Linked DNA regions of Mus musculus: regions 2 and 3 are each linked to region 1. The links are chromatin contacts, called in public Micro-C and promoter capture Hi-C maps. All regions are on one chromosome and are shown on one strand. Each heading gives the region's core, a stretch centred on a gene start, on an enhancer-like site or on the middle of the called end of the contact. The rest is flanking DNA. Distances are from core to core; before and after follow the strand shown.

What was found. Promoter capture Hi-C pulls out the DNA fragments that hold promoters and counts their contacts. A called contact is a pair of places that touch in the nucleus more often than the background predicts.
Region 2: a contact with region 1 is called in a Micro-C map of the AtT-20 cell line, with 5 times the contacts expected there. The contact joins two enhancer-like sites. A contact is called at or near these places in 1 of 15 datasets of contacts at CTCF or cohesin (large pre-B cells), 12 of 484 Hi-C or Micro-C datasets (the AtT-20 cell line, the BV-2 cell line, the G1E-ER4 cell line and 9 more), 2 of 115 datasets of contacts at active chromatin or transcription factors (acute myeloid leukemia and astrocytes) and 1 of 9 other capture datasets (liver).
Region 3: a contact with region 1 is called in a promoter capture Hi-C map of liver, with 4 times the contacts expected there. The contact joins the promoter of Glt8d2 here to the enhancer-like site in region 1. A contact is called at or near these places in 13 of 39 promoter capture datasets (the C10 cell line, the HPC-7 cell line, HPC-7-derived erythroid cells and 8 more), 9 of 484 Hi-C or Micro-C datasets (B cells, CD8 T cells, the N1E-115 cell line and 4 more), 9 of 115 datasets of contacts at active chromatin or transcription factors (craniofacial prominence, effector CD8 T cells, embryonic limb bud and 5 more) and 3 of 9 other capture datasets (adipose tissue, embryonic stem cells and liver).

What each region holds. Positions count from the first base shown.
Region 1 is chr10:82,898,144-82,902,477 of GRCm38.p6, forward strand. No RefSeq gene overlaps it. Among named protein-coding and RNA genes, the nearest start is that of Eid3, 34 kb to the left of the region's middle. Within about 2 kb of position 1,983, at least 151 of the 459 cell types and tissues checked have an H3K27ac peak or open chromatin away from gene starts, as enhancers often do. A contact at or near this core is called in the AtT-20 cell line, B cells, CD8 T cells and 6 more, where this site is marked.
Region 2 is chr10:83,066,288-83,071,276 of GRCm38.p6, forward strand. The region is part of intron 1 of Chst11 (carbohydrate sulfotransferase 11); the gene reads left to right. Among named protein-coding and RNA genes, the nearest start is that of Chst11, 83 kb to the left of the region's middle. Within about 2 kb of position 3,669, at least 63 of the 459 cell types and tissues checked have an H3K27ac peak or open chromatin away from gene starts, as enhancers often do. A contact at or near this core is called in the AtT-20 cell line, where this site is marked.
Region 3 is chr10:82,688,208-82,692,613 of GRCm38.p6, forward strand. Glt8d2 (glycosyltransferase 8 domain containing 2) reads right to left here and starts at 2,443. Exons shown (of 10, transcript NM_029102.3): 1 at 2,282-2,443.

The sequences.
Region 1 (4,334 bases), core at 733-3,232:
CAGTCATTAAGCAGAAGCCCCACCCTGTCTTCCCAAAATGCATTTGCTTTTTACCCTGAGCAGCTGCAGGCTACCATCAGTAACAGCCCCGCCAGTGCTCCTAAAGCCAGGCACAGGGCTGGACACACACAGCTGGCTTATCCTCACAGTGCCCTGACAGCCCCCTGACAGGAGGTGGGAGTCACTTTTTTCAGGATTTTAGCCAGTTTTTCAGGATTTTAGCCAGTTTTTGGATACCAGGTTGGAGGCCAGAATCGAGCCTTTGGCACCAAAACTCAGCCTCAGTTCCCTTGTTACACCTTGACAGGCAGGTGTAACTTTAATTTTTTTTAATCTTTATTTGTTTATTTATTTATTTATTTATTTATTTATTTTTTCAAGACAAGGTTTCTCTGTGTAGCCATGGCTGTCCTGGAACCCACTTTGTAGGCAAGGCAGGCCTCGAACTCAGAAATCCGTCTGCCTCTGCCTCCCGAGTGCTGGGATTAAAGGCGTGAGCCACCACCGCCCGGCTCTTCATCTTTATTTTTAATGATGGTTCTTAAACATTATAACCTCCCTTTTAGCCTATCACCCACTAGAGGTAGTGGGAAAGAAAGGATAGGGGCGAAGTGGACCTGTTTAGAAAGGTTCTGTGTTGTCTGGAAGTCAGCAGGCAGCGACAGCTCATCCACTCGGAAACACTTCCCAGACAACACCAGCAGTCCAGACAAATCAGTATCAAAGTCAGGAGAGCAAACACAAATCAGCATTGGTGGTACGACCTAGCAGAAACAGCCAGGCCTCAGCCTTAGCACAAGTTAGCAGGAGGGACCAGGAAGGACCCCAGAAGACTCTGAGATCCACTAGCCCTCTCTGTAAGCAAGCCTAGCTCCGCCTCCTAGCTCCTCCTGTCCTCGGAGTCCTATTTATACTCCCTCCTCCTGTCCACGGAGTCCTATTTATACTCCCTCCAAACAAACATCACATGCCCTCCTCGGATCTTACTTCAGCATTCGTGTCTGTCTCAGCTGATATCCCTCTGCCAATCAGCCTGATTCCTCGGAAGCAGCAAAAAAACTGCAGCACACCACCAGAACTTTTTTGGTGTGTTCCTCTCTATAGGCTCCTGACAAATGCAGCTCAACTATGCCATGTAAGGCAGACCAACACATGTGCGTCATTAGCAAAGAACCCTTCATCATTTGTCTTTTCACGTGCTTTAGCAGAACATCCTCTCCTGTGTCTGCGTCAGCTAAATGTTGTCTGCCTTAGCCATTCACACCTGTGTCCACTTCATGTGTTTGCCCCAGCAAAACACCATCCAACCGACTTTCCAGAGAACCCTTCCGTTTCCACTTCATCTTTGAGTGGCAGTGCTGTGAAGGGGGTGGGGGGAGCAGCCTGGAGGACAGGAGCACTGATACACATACAGGGAGTGCTCACTATTGCCTGGGCTGAGGGTCACACTTCCGCCTCACCCCAATCCCTGCCCTGGGTGTCTTAGTTTGGGTTTCATTGCTGTGAAGAGACACCATGACCAATTCAATTCTTATAAAGGAAAACATTGAATTGGGGCTGGCTTCTGGTTTCAGAAGTTCAATCCCTTATCATGGGGAGCATGGCAGTGTTCTGGCAAGCATGGTGCTGGAGGAGCTCAGGGTTCTGCATCTTGATCCAAAGGCAGCAGAAGGAGACTGACTGGTTGTAGCTTGCACATACATAGGAAATCTCAAAACCTGCCCGCACAGTGACACACTTCCGCCAAACAAGGCCACGCCCACTTCAGCAAGGCCACACCTCCGAATAGTGCCACTCCCCATGAGCCTATTGGGGGTCATTTTCATTCAAACCACCACACTGGGGAATTGCTGGTTAGTGTTTCTTGTCAAGTGGACACAAACTAGAGTCACGTGGGGAGCGAGAGGACCACTGAGGAACTGCCCTGTTCAGACTGGTCTGTGGGTTTGTCAGTGGGGCAGTGCCCAGACAAATGATTGATGTCGGATGGCCCGGCCCACTGTGGGAGGTGCCATCCCTGGGCTGGCAGCTCTTGTGTAAGGAAGTCAGTAAACAGCGTTCCTTATGGCGCAGGTTCTCAACCTTCCTAAGGCTGCAACCCTGTAACATAGTTAGTTCCTCATGTTATGGTGACCTCCAACCACAGAGAGCCATCGCTCTACAGTCTCTGCTTCAGTTCCTGTCTGTAGGTCCCTGTGCTGACGTCACTCGGTAACCGATTGTTACCTGCGAGTGTAAGTTGAAGTAAGCCTTTCCTCCCCGTTAGTTTTAGTCAGCATTTTATCACAGCAACAAAAGAGCAAACTAGGGCAGTAAGTGACAGGCAGCCAGCTAGCTTTGGGCACATTGTGTTTCCACCTCATTCCTGACCTAGACCACCTGGGGCTGAACCCCAGCTCTGCCTCCCGGTGGACAGCCACTGATGGAGACTCTGCTTAGTGTCACTGTTCCCTCAGGTCCCTCATCTGTAAAATGTGAGCTCATACTTTGCAAGCTGGCAGACAGATCCACCTTTTGTTCAGTAATGAGCCGGAAGCTGAAAGACTGAAGTGTTGTACCAGGGCCCCACTCTTACCCTCTCCACCCGGCTTTTCAAAGGTGCTTGAATTCGCCAATGCTCCCTGCCAACCAACTCTCATGGAGGAATTTTACACTTTCTTGGGACTGAGAAAGCACGCTGTGACATACCGTAGATTGTAATGCTCCCTCCCCTTGTTTCCATGGCAACTGCCCCTTTCCGACTTTCCCTGCATCTCTTGCTGATTTATATTGCCTGTATCAATTCTTCCAACATCCCTTCAGACTATTCTGATCAAATTGCATAACAACCCAATACGTGTTACTGTGTGCCTACTCCTTTGATCTTCAGAGGGTCCGGTAGGAGTGGGGGCTCAGCAGGGTCTGCCAGTGAGGAGAGAAAGTGGGTATCAGGGGGTTCTCAGTCACCCATGAGCATTGTTTTGTTTTTTGTTTTTCGAGACAGGGTTTCTCTGTGTAGTCCTGGCTGTCCTGGAACTCACTTTGTAGACCAGGCTGGCCTCAAAATCAGAAATCTGCCTGCCTTCGCCTCCCGAGTGCTGGGATTAAAGGTGTGCGCCACTACGCCAGGCTATCCATGAGCATTGTTAATGTTGCTAAGATAGCGGCAGCTGGGTCATCCCAACCACTAAGTACCACGAACAAAAGCCCAGCATTTGCCAAAATGCTTATTTAAAAAAAAAATGCTTCTGAAGGTGAAGGCACAAACCTGAGTAAAGAAGCACAATGACCCGCTCTTTCACTGCCTACACCGAAGGCTCTCAGCCTGGAGCCAGTTGGATCTGGTTCCCAGACAGCTGAAGATAGGGTGCTGAAAGATGGCAGTTCAGAAATACAAACGTGCTGGAGAGTGAAGACTTCCGAGTAGGCCTGAGGGGCTATGGAGAGAAGCACTGCGCAAGAGAACCTGGAGGCGCTCCATCACACGCTGGAGCTCCACAGGCACAGGGGACCCCTGCGCCTGAGATGGTCTGCCCCCTGCTGTCTGCCCTAGGAACAGCAGGCTAGCTCCTACCAGACTACCAGCGAGTTTTATAAGGACAGACATTTGAATGAACAGGGACCCAGAGCCACTAATCCATGGTCAGATGACTTGCTAGAACTGAGCCCTCATCTTGTCACCCCCAGACATCTCTCAAAGGTCCCACCAAGGTATGGGCAAGATGGCTCAGCTGGTAACTGCACCCACCGCCAAGCCTGCTGACCGCGGGAGGGAAGTAAAGATCTAACACCTTGAAGCCATTCTCTGAACTCCTTCACACACTTACCTCCCTCTGCACAAACACACAATAACTAATTAATTATTAAAAATGCCAATGTCGGGCTGGTAAGATGGCTCAGCGGGTAAGAGCACCCGACTTCTCTTCTGAAGGTCCTGAGTTCAAGTCCCAGCAACCACATGGTGGCTCACAACCATCCTTAAGGAGATCTGACTGGTGTGTCTGAAGACAGCTACAGTGTACTTACATATAATAAATAAATATTTTTTTAAAAAAAACCCTCACCCAATGTTTTTTAAAAAAATGCCAATGTCCCACAATTCCACTTTGTTTCTTTTTTCTTTTTTATTATTTTTAAATTAATCTTTGCATTTGTTTGCATTTCAAATGATATCCCACTTCCCCATTACCCCTCCTCAACCCCCCCTCCCACATCTGCCCTTTCCTCCCTCCCCTTTGTCTCTATGAGGGTGCTCCCCCACCTGCCCACCCATCCACTCCTGCCCCACCACTCCAGCCTCCCCCTACGCTGGGGCACCAAGCCTCCACAGGACCAAGGGCCTCTCCTCCAACTGA
Region 2 (4,989 bases), core at 2,419-4,918, 170 kb after region 1:
AATAGTCTCTTCCAGAGGGTTTGAAGCTTCTGTGTGGGTGACTCTAACCCAAAGGAACAGTTAGTCATGAACCTGTCAAAACATGCGTGGATGTTCTTCATCCAGGCTTCAGTTGAGACCAGATCTGGTGGCAATTTCTTGGGGGAGGCATGAGTCCTGTCCTCAGCTAGAGGCAGGGCTTGGTGGCACTTCAGTGTGAGCTCAGTGTCTGCAGCTGGGGCCAATGTTCCAATTGCCCATGGGAAGTCTGAGGACGGGTAGCCCAGCCTCTCTTGTCCCTTACACTTGCTGGCTTGAGGAGGAGGGCTCTATCTTTCCCACTGGAAAGTCAGGAGTTCAGCAGCATGTCCTGGTGCTCACTGGATTTAGTCCGAGTTAACTCTGCTTTCCACCCTAAGGACAGAATCGGTTATAGAAGTGTCATGTAACCAGGGAGAAGAGCCCTAAAATAGAGTCATGATTGTCCAGACTCGGTCTCTTGGAGATGGTTTGCTTTGGACTGGTAGTTAGCCTTCTATGGTAATTTCCTCCGTCTCCATCATTTCCCCAAACTGACTCAGAGCTTGCAAGGGCCAGATGTCACGGTTCATGCTGATAAACACGGCATCCCTCACCAAACAGTCCCACCAGGGTCTGACCATAACTCCATGATGCCAGCGGCTCAGGCACTCTGCCTCTCTCTGTCCCCTCTCTTTGTAGTCTGGGACAGTCCTTTATTACAGCAAGAATGGTTATGCTTATATCTCATTAGCCAGACCTGGGTTATTTGACCTATTTTCCATCATGGGGGAAGTGAAGAAGTCTCGTTTTTATTCTAATACCCAGGCGAGCATGGGAGCGATGGCTTGGTAATTATATTACTTGTGGTGCAAGTATGAGTAGCTCAGTTAAATCCTGGAAACCATGTAGAATTCTGGGTGTGCTGACCTGCGCTTGTAATCCCCACACTGGGGAGGCAGAGACAGGTGGATCCTGGGCTCAATGGCCAGCTAATATAGCTTAATTTGTGAGCCCTAAGCACCAGCAGGGGACCTTGCCTTAAAACACAAAGAAAACCAAACAAAACAAAACAGGAACCTAGCTCAGATCTCAAAGGACCAACTCACCCATGATTCTATGAAAGAAGCTAAGATCTGAGGAGCTAGGAACACCTAGTCAGGCCTTGGGCACAGCGACATGAAAGCTGCTTCCGAACCTGAAATAGAAGTGGCTCTGGGTTGTCTGCCAGCCTGCAGCTTGTGTTGGAAATGATTTTTGCTCTGCTGGAGTCTAACTGCAGACAGTTTCCTATATTCTCTGTGTGGTTATTGTCACTGAACGCTTGTTCTCTGACAGCTGCCCTGCTTTGGGCTTAGCCTAGGCAATTTTTACCTAATCAGTACAACTGTCTCCCGAGCTGGGTCCCATGATAAGGTTGTTTGTGGGATGGCGAAAGGGAGGCCGAAAGGAAATCAGAGGAAGAATTTGAACTTGGGGTTTGAACTCCAGAACTCCCACTTAATTTCTGACATGCTTGAACAGCCAGCTCTGTAGCTTCTACATACAGCTGGTCATTCACCTGCTACCTTCATGGCTGGGGCCTCCTCCCAGGAAGACAGACCGATGGCTGATGACCTGGTTGGTGGTCATGTCGATGTGACACAGAATGGAATCCTTTGGCAGACGTGGATATTGGGGTAGAGTGGTGCACACTGGCACAAGAGGCTACAGCAAAAGGCACATGGCAGGATCCCGGGATAGCCAAGGGCGTCGATTAGGAGACTATGAGTACCTTTAGCCTCTCTGCTGCCATCAGGGACATATCTAGCTTCATAGAGGTTCAGAAAGTGATCCCACTTCTGCTTCTCGATGCTCCGAGTTATGGTCTTGCTCAGCCTGCCGGGCTTGCCTCTAGACTCCCCAGGGCGTGTGACGACTTTCTTACTGCTTTATAAATTGGGCAGGTTTGGTGTTTTCAGAATTAAGGTGTTTTTGCATATTTCTCAACAATATCAAAACTATTCAAAGTTTGTGTTCAAGAGGCTTTGGCGGCCTATTATTATTACAAATTTTATTTACATTGGTGTTCTGCCTACATGTATGTCTGTGTGAAGGTTTCAGATCCCCTGAAACTGGATCTGAGTACTGAGACTTGAACCTAAGTCCTTTGGAGGAGCAGCCAGTGCTCTTGACTGCTGAGCCATCCTTCCAGCCCCCTTGCTTTGGCATTCTTTGGTTCGGTCCTTACATCCCAGAAGGCCCTGGTCCTCCCACCATGGAGCTCCACTGTTAGGGCAGGGTCACTGGGTGCCCATAGGAGCATACAGGGACACTGTTTTGTGACTTCCTGCACTGCTGGCAGGAGACAGAGCAGGTGACATGCGTGACTGAGCATGGCCTCTTGGCACCTTGTCGAAACACAGTAAGAGCTCTGCCACGCGTTTCAGTCAGGCCTTCAGTTTTCCTCTCTGTGGCACAACCCGTGGAAGGTTCCTCTGTTCAAAATGAGTAGGTGACATAAAGTGACCACTAAAACCAAGCGCAGCGTGAAACACACACTCAAATATATAGTCTCTGTTCCCTCCACTGTGGCCTCTGCTCCTGAGAGAGCCAGGGCTTGTCATCTTTTCGGATTTGTCTTTGTGTTTCACGAGTTGTACCATAAGCCTCTCCTGTTTGCTATGAATCTTCATTGCTCTGCACATGGGTCCTTTTAGTAGTCCAGCCAGCCTTTCCCTCTGCTCCTGGAAGCTACACAGGATGTGACTGAGCCCTGGCGTGGCCCTCTGAGGAGCAGTGTTCAGGGGCAGGGTTTGGTGGAGGTGGTAGTGCAAAGTTTCTTGTTCTTGCTGTTTTTTGCAGAAGACCAGAGCTCTGTGTTTGGTGATTTTTGTTGGGAGCCATGGTTGGGAGGGATGTGCCATGGTCCTTCCTGGCTCTGGAGTGTGTCGGTGGTGGGCCTTTCTTACTAGGAGTTGAGTTTTTATTTGTATTCACAAGCTATTCCTATGTGAGAGAATATTCTGGAACTTGCTGCTTGGGCTCTACTGGATGGAGATTGAGAAGCTGCAAGAGCAAGGCAGAGTTTGCTTCCTGTCTTCCAAGAGCTGAGTCTACACAAAGATGGCATTGCCTAAGATGGGAGATGGATCTTGTCAGTGTTTTAGTTCCTCTCAATAAGCTACTTGTTTTTTATCATGAGAGGTGACTTTGATGATGGGGCCCTAGGGCTTCTGGTGGCTTGTGGTGGGAGGAGCACCCCCCCCCCAGGTGCCTCTGAACTTCCATCCTGGAATGTTCTAAGAGGTGGTCTCAGATGTCTCCATGTTCTCTGAGACTTTATAGACTGTCTCCCTATAGTCACCAGTGGCCCAGAAAGCCCCATCATCATCGTCGTCATCGTTGTTGTTGTCATCATCATCACCCTTGGGGTTAGAGGAGCCTGCAGAAGTCTGGAATACAGCTGCAAGGTAGCTTTGGCATAGTCTGCACTCTTAGACACAATGTAGCACCGTTAGACAAAATGTGGCAGTCACTCTTATTCCTGCCAGTCTCTTGAGATCTTTCCTGGAGCAGGTGAGGCCTGTCACTGGGCTGGACACACTGTGAGGAGACAGAAACCATGGCTAAGGAGCTGGGGTGACTCACCAGGCCTCTAGAACCGAAGCCAGCAGGGAAAGAGCATCTGCTCTTCTGTGTGCAACCTCTTTTACAACACTCTAGCTGCTGCGGTCCAGCCAGCCCCGCCCTCTGCAGTGTGGGAGGGCAAGAGCTTGGAAGCTGTTCCCTGACCCTGTGACCTTTGTGCAGATTAGCTCCGTGACTCTGCGCTCCCTTGTATGGGGAATCCAGAGAATTCTTCAAAGGCAAGAACCTGAGGCATCCCATTCCTGGTAAATGACTTCTTTCTCTCCTCCCTCCTGAAAGCCCTATCTCACACACCTCAGAAGTCATTGTGGTCTTCTGTGTGAAAGTCTATTTTTTGAGGTGACAGAGGTGATTTGTCTGTAAAACGAAAGCCTCTGAGTCATTCTTATCCCAGTGCTTGATCCTAAGGAAGTTGTAAAGTTATAGAAATTGAGACCTAGAGCTTTAATCATCTATCATAAAGCAGGTATTCTTGTTAAATGGGTAAATGAACTCAGAAACACACACATGCACACACACCACTAGATTGGTAGAGAAGTTCAGATTGGTCTGGTCTGATGGGATATATGTGGGATGGTGGTCTTCAAATGATGTTCCCAAATATTTGAAGTCTCCCACACTTCAATCCAACAGGTTCTATCGAGTTGTGTGCCTTTTGTGGGACCCAGGAAGCTCAGGTGGGTTCTTGAGAAGTTGGTCTCACTTTGCTTTGTAGACAAGTAGGTAGGGGTGTGTGTGTGTGTGTGTGTGTGTGTGTCTTGTAGCCAGATGCCTGGGTTTGAATGATCTTTTTTATGTTCTCCTGTCCCTGAGAGCTGAGAAGCCATGCCTCCATTTCTTATGTGAAATAGAGATTATAACAATACTGCCTCTGTTGCTATAAGGTTTGATGAGCCGTACAAAAGGCCACTCAGAGGGGTGTTTGGCACAACATTCAGGTACTTCACTTAGTGGGTACCTAACAAACCTGAAAGAGCTACTTCATCTTAAAGGCTCCCAAGAATGAGATTTAGAGGTGGAGAAGCAATATATGGCGGATAAGAGCCTTGTGGAACCACATTGCCTGGGACTGGGCCCCAGTTCTGCCTTCTTTGCTGTGTGGTCTTGGGCAAGTCACATAACCACTCTGATTCTAAAGGATATTTTCTGTCAAATGGTCAAGACCCAAACAGGGTCAAGACATTCAGGCCACAAAGCAACAATGCTGCCACTGCATTTCTTAGAGAGGCCCGTCTGCAGTTCTTTGATCAAAATCTGTAAAATCGCAGGATGCCAACATCCAAGGAGCCTCCAGTCTCATCCGGTCTCAGTAGCATGGAAAATTCCTGGCTTAGAGTTCAGCAAATGGGCAGCAAACCACAA
Region 3 (4,406 bases), core at 1,193-3,692, 210 kb before region 1:
GTATCAAATGTCAATGATGGACCGAAGAACTCCCAAGGCAAAGTCCTGAACAGTGGCAGCTTCAAGAGAAGCAAGAAGACAGAGGGCCTCAGGCCTTGCCTAGGACATAAAGCAGAGCACAGAGAGCTAGGCTAGCCCTGAGAAACAATGTTGTTCAAAGCCCCCAGCCCTGGGGATGGTGCATGGATAGCTGCCTTAGCAGTTCCTGGGAAGACCTGAGAAGAGTTCTTTCAGACCAGGCAGTGGCCAAGGGTAGATTAGCTCTGTCTAGGAAGAAAAGACAAAAGTGGGAAGGAAAATACCTCAAAATTCAGAGCCCCAAAGATTTATTTTACATGTCAATGCCAATCAGTTGATAGAGAGAAATCTAAAGCTACCACCAGGCTCTTACTTTAGAAGAGTAGAGATAATTATTGATTAATCAGATCTGCCATGGTGCTGGGAAAGACCTGGTTGTCCAAAGGTAAGAGGGAAATAAAGACAAAGGTGCCCACAAGCTGCTGTTGAATGATTTCAACATTAGAGACTATGCTTAATGCACTGGGAGAAACGTCATGAGCAGTGTAACTGAACAAGAGATACCTCGCGTGCTGTGAACGTCTCCCATAGGGCACCATCACCCCCAAAGCTTCTATACCATCTCCCCAAACTGACTTAAGGGTCAAGTCCTAAGCGCTTGAACTTTTGGAACCACAGACATCGCATTTAGAGGAAGAACACAGCACCCCCGTGGCTGCTCACCAGAAGTGCTATCAAATAGGATTTCATAAAGGAGCCAACATGAAAACAAGTGTGGTCAGAACAGCGAGTACCAGAGCATGTGCCAAGCCATGTTCATGTATGTGATAAAATGACTCAAGTTTGGGAACTGCCACATGCTAAAATGTCCTTAAGTGGCATTCTTTGTTGAGATATTTCTCAGGACCTTTAAAGTGTTTTTCTAGTTTTTGCTCTGTCTGAAGGGGCTTGGAGCTCCTTCTCCAGTGGGACTACATCCTCTTAAACATCCTTTGAAATATTCTGACATCAAGGAAGCAATAAGAGAACGATGTTTCTTGGGAATGAGGAATGAAAACGGTGACTTAGTGAACATGCCTTTCAGAGAGGAGGATGAAGAGCGGAGATGTGTGTGTGTGTGTGTGTGTGTGTGTGTGTGTGTGTGTGTGTGTGAGAAAGAGAGAGAGAGAGAGAGAGAGAGAGAGAGAGAGAGAGAGAGAGAGAGATGGAGGGTTTAGGTATTATTGTGGAAGGATGAAGAAAGCAGGGTCCTGGGGAAAAAACATGTTGGGAGATGAGGAACACTCAAAAACATCAGAATGTCCGGGGCAGGGACCTGTCCAGTTCAGCATGTGTCACTTCTGTGACCTTCATTGTCATTATCAGCATTGCCAGGGAAGCTGGCCCTATGTGCCACATTTACTTTGTATCTGTGTGTCACATGTTACATTGTATCACTTTATTTCCATTTTGCAGATAGGAAAATGTAGGCACATGGATGAGATATGACCAGAATCAGGCTTATGAAAGTCTTCCCAGGTGGCACACAGCCCACACTTTCATTACTGTAGGGCACAGCTCTGTTGTTGGCTGTATCAGAGGGAGAACTAGAATTCCATTATGTAATACCAAAAGGATATTTCGAAGAAGCGCAATACCAAAACATTTCGAGAAGAAAAAAAAAAAAAAAAAGGCAAAACCAACCCACCAGCGTCCTATTGGCCAGCAGGCTGCATAGGACAAACATCCTGCGTCTTTGGATGCTAAATCAAACACTGTGACTCCCATACCACAACAAAACCACAGAATTAACTGCCAGTTCTCTTATTGGGTATGGAGGCCCCTGAAGAGTTTCTCAGGACAGATTCCAAAAACATGAATCATAACTCAGTTATGTCATTTTGGCTCAGAAACAGACTCACATTAAATGCGAACACTGATCTCTGTCATGTCTAACTCCTGATCCCCAATGCAACTTAAAATCCAATGCAAACGAACAAACAAATCACCATTAGGGCAGAGATGGGAGAATAGGGCTAGCCTCTGCTCTGCAAAAATAGCAAGATGTGAAAAGCTTATACAGTGAGCGTCTTGGGTTTGCTGCAATAGAAAGGTTCTTTACGATGTTACATTACAAACTAGGGGGCTTCTGGAGGCTGAGGCTGTGAAGGGGGCAGTCTGCCTCCTCCGAGTTACTTCTCTGAGTTCACAGCAAAATAAACAAGTGGTGTAGACAGAAAGGGTGAAATGGAAAGATTATCTTGCTTGTAATTGCTGTATTTACCTGATGGATGTGAGGGTAGGCTTTGGGCAACTTGGTCCAGAACCGCTGCAGAGCTGAGCATTCAAACTGCGGCTGGCCTCGCGGGACCACTAAGCTGCCTGTTGCTTCAGCTGCTTCCCAGATCCCATTGGAAATCCCAAATGGCTTGCGAGCCCTGAGTGTGCCTCAGCCGTCCACACCCACCTCCGCTTGCGCTTGCGTTGCCTGAATGGCTCGGGTTTCTTCCACTCCTGCAGCCTCTGGGAACCCAAGCCTTGTGCAGGCAGAGGCTGCTCCTGAAACGCTTCCAGATGTGCTCGTCCTGAAGGCAGGGCAGGTTGGCTGGCTGGGGCAGACTTCCTCTCTCGGCTTTCTCTTGCAGTCTGCGTGTGAAACTCTCAGCAAAACAGGGCTGTTCTGGAGTAAAAGCTGCAAACCTAGGGAAGAACAAATGTTTGGAAAGTGAATTTATACCGTCGTGCGTCTAGTGTAAATTTCTAATTTCAGCCAGGTTCTTGCTGAGAATCTTTGAAATCTCCTGTGTGTTGAAATGTTACCATGGCAAATCATGTCTCAGACAACCATCGTCTTTTATTGAGGCTGTGATAAAGACAGAAGCTTCCAGGTGGGGTGTATTCCCTCTGGAGGGGAGAGGCATCAGTCAGGGGGCAGACTTGGTGGCAACACTGCTGTTCTGTGGTTTTGCAGTTGATCCCCAGAAATGTAGGAATGGTACCAGAGCTTTGCCCAGGATCATGGAACATATTCCACAATGGCTTCTCTCTAACTTTCATAAGGAACTCCTCGATGGCTGCCTCCATCACAAGCAGTCACTTCCTTCCAATCACATGGAACTTTGAACATTGATAAAAACAGATTCATACCTTCTGCTTCATTTTGTTCTCTCAGTGTGTTAGGTAAGCTAAATTTTGCTCCACATTTCAGATTCCAGCCAAATTTGGGTCCTCTGAAAGAGCAGCAAGTGCTCTTAACCACGGCCACAATTTTCCAAGTTTTAAATTCTTTCAGCCTTCTCTTCTGTGATATTCCTTGAGCCTCACATAGAGACGAAGAGTTGATATAGAGTCCAGATTAGCGCTTAGCACTCAATGCAGTTGTCATAGTTCGTATCGTTTGGGGAGACTCTGGCCTCCCATAACCATTGACTCATAGGGTGTTATCACATGCCTGGGATTTTCATTTGATAACCATGCCTTCTGGGAGTCACATTGCCCACTCATGAGGGTATCAGATGTGGTAGAGTGGTCCCTCAGACAGGTCCCAAGGCAGTACCACAAACAGGACTGTAGGCTGATGCCTGTTCAGTTCAGTTCACTCCCAAGATCACCTCATCTGTACCTCTCATCTACTCAAGAGGATGCCTGGCATTGAATTATTCTACTATTGGATAAGTGGATGATTGGCATGAGTTTCAAGACTGAAATAGTAACTGTTTTCATAGGACCTACTTCTCATATTAACTGAAATCTCTCTGGTCATTATTTTCGAACCCTTTCCTCTGGTCCCTAATGTATGACTCCCAGTCCCTTTCTCTCCTATTCCTGCCATGCCTTGAGGACACAAGAGGTTTCTTATCTATGACCAGCATTTCCATCTTGTATGGTGGATTCCTCCTCCTTATGATGTAAACGAGAAGAAAAAGAAACTCAGGCCATCAGTGACACCTCAATGGTGCAAGGGTACACTGGAGCTCAGTTGTTAGATTTATTTACTATTGCAGGTTTTCAGTCTCTCCATCTATTAGGAGTTCTGCTAGAAGAGGCCTAACAGAACCAAGGGTGAAAATGTATCGTGCATGCCAGGTGGTGGTGACTGGGTTCCAGGGCATAAAGATCTGGTCTGGTCAGTTAAAGTAAGGGCTTTAAAAAAAATGTCTCTCCTGAGCAGTGGCGACACAACCCTTTAACTCCAGCACTCTGGAGGCAGAGGCAGGTGAATTTCTGAGGTGGAGGCCATTCTGGCCTACAGATTGAGTTCCAGGACAGCCAGGGCTACACAGAGAAACCCTATCTCAAAAAAAAAAAAAAAAAGAAGGAAAGAAAGAAAGAAAGAAAGAAAGAAAGAAAGAAAGAAAGGAAGGAAGGAAGGAAGGAAGGAAGAAAGGAAGGAAGAAAAGAAGAAAAAG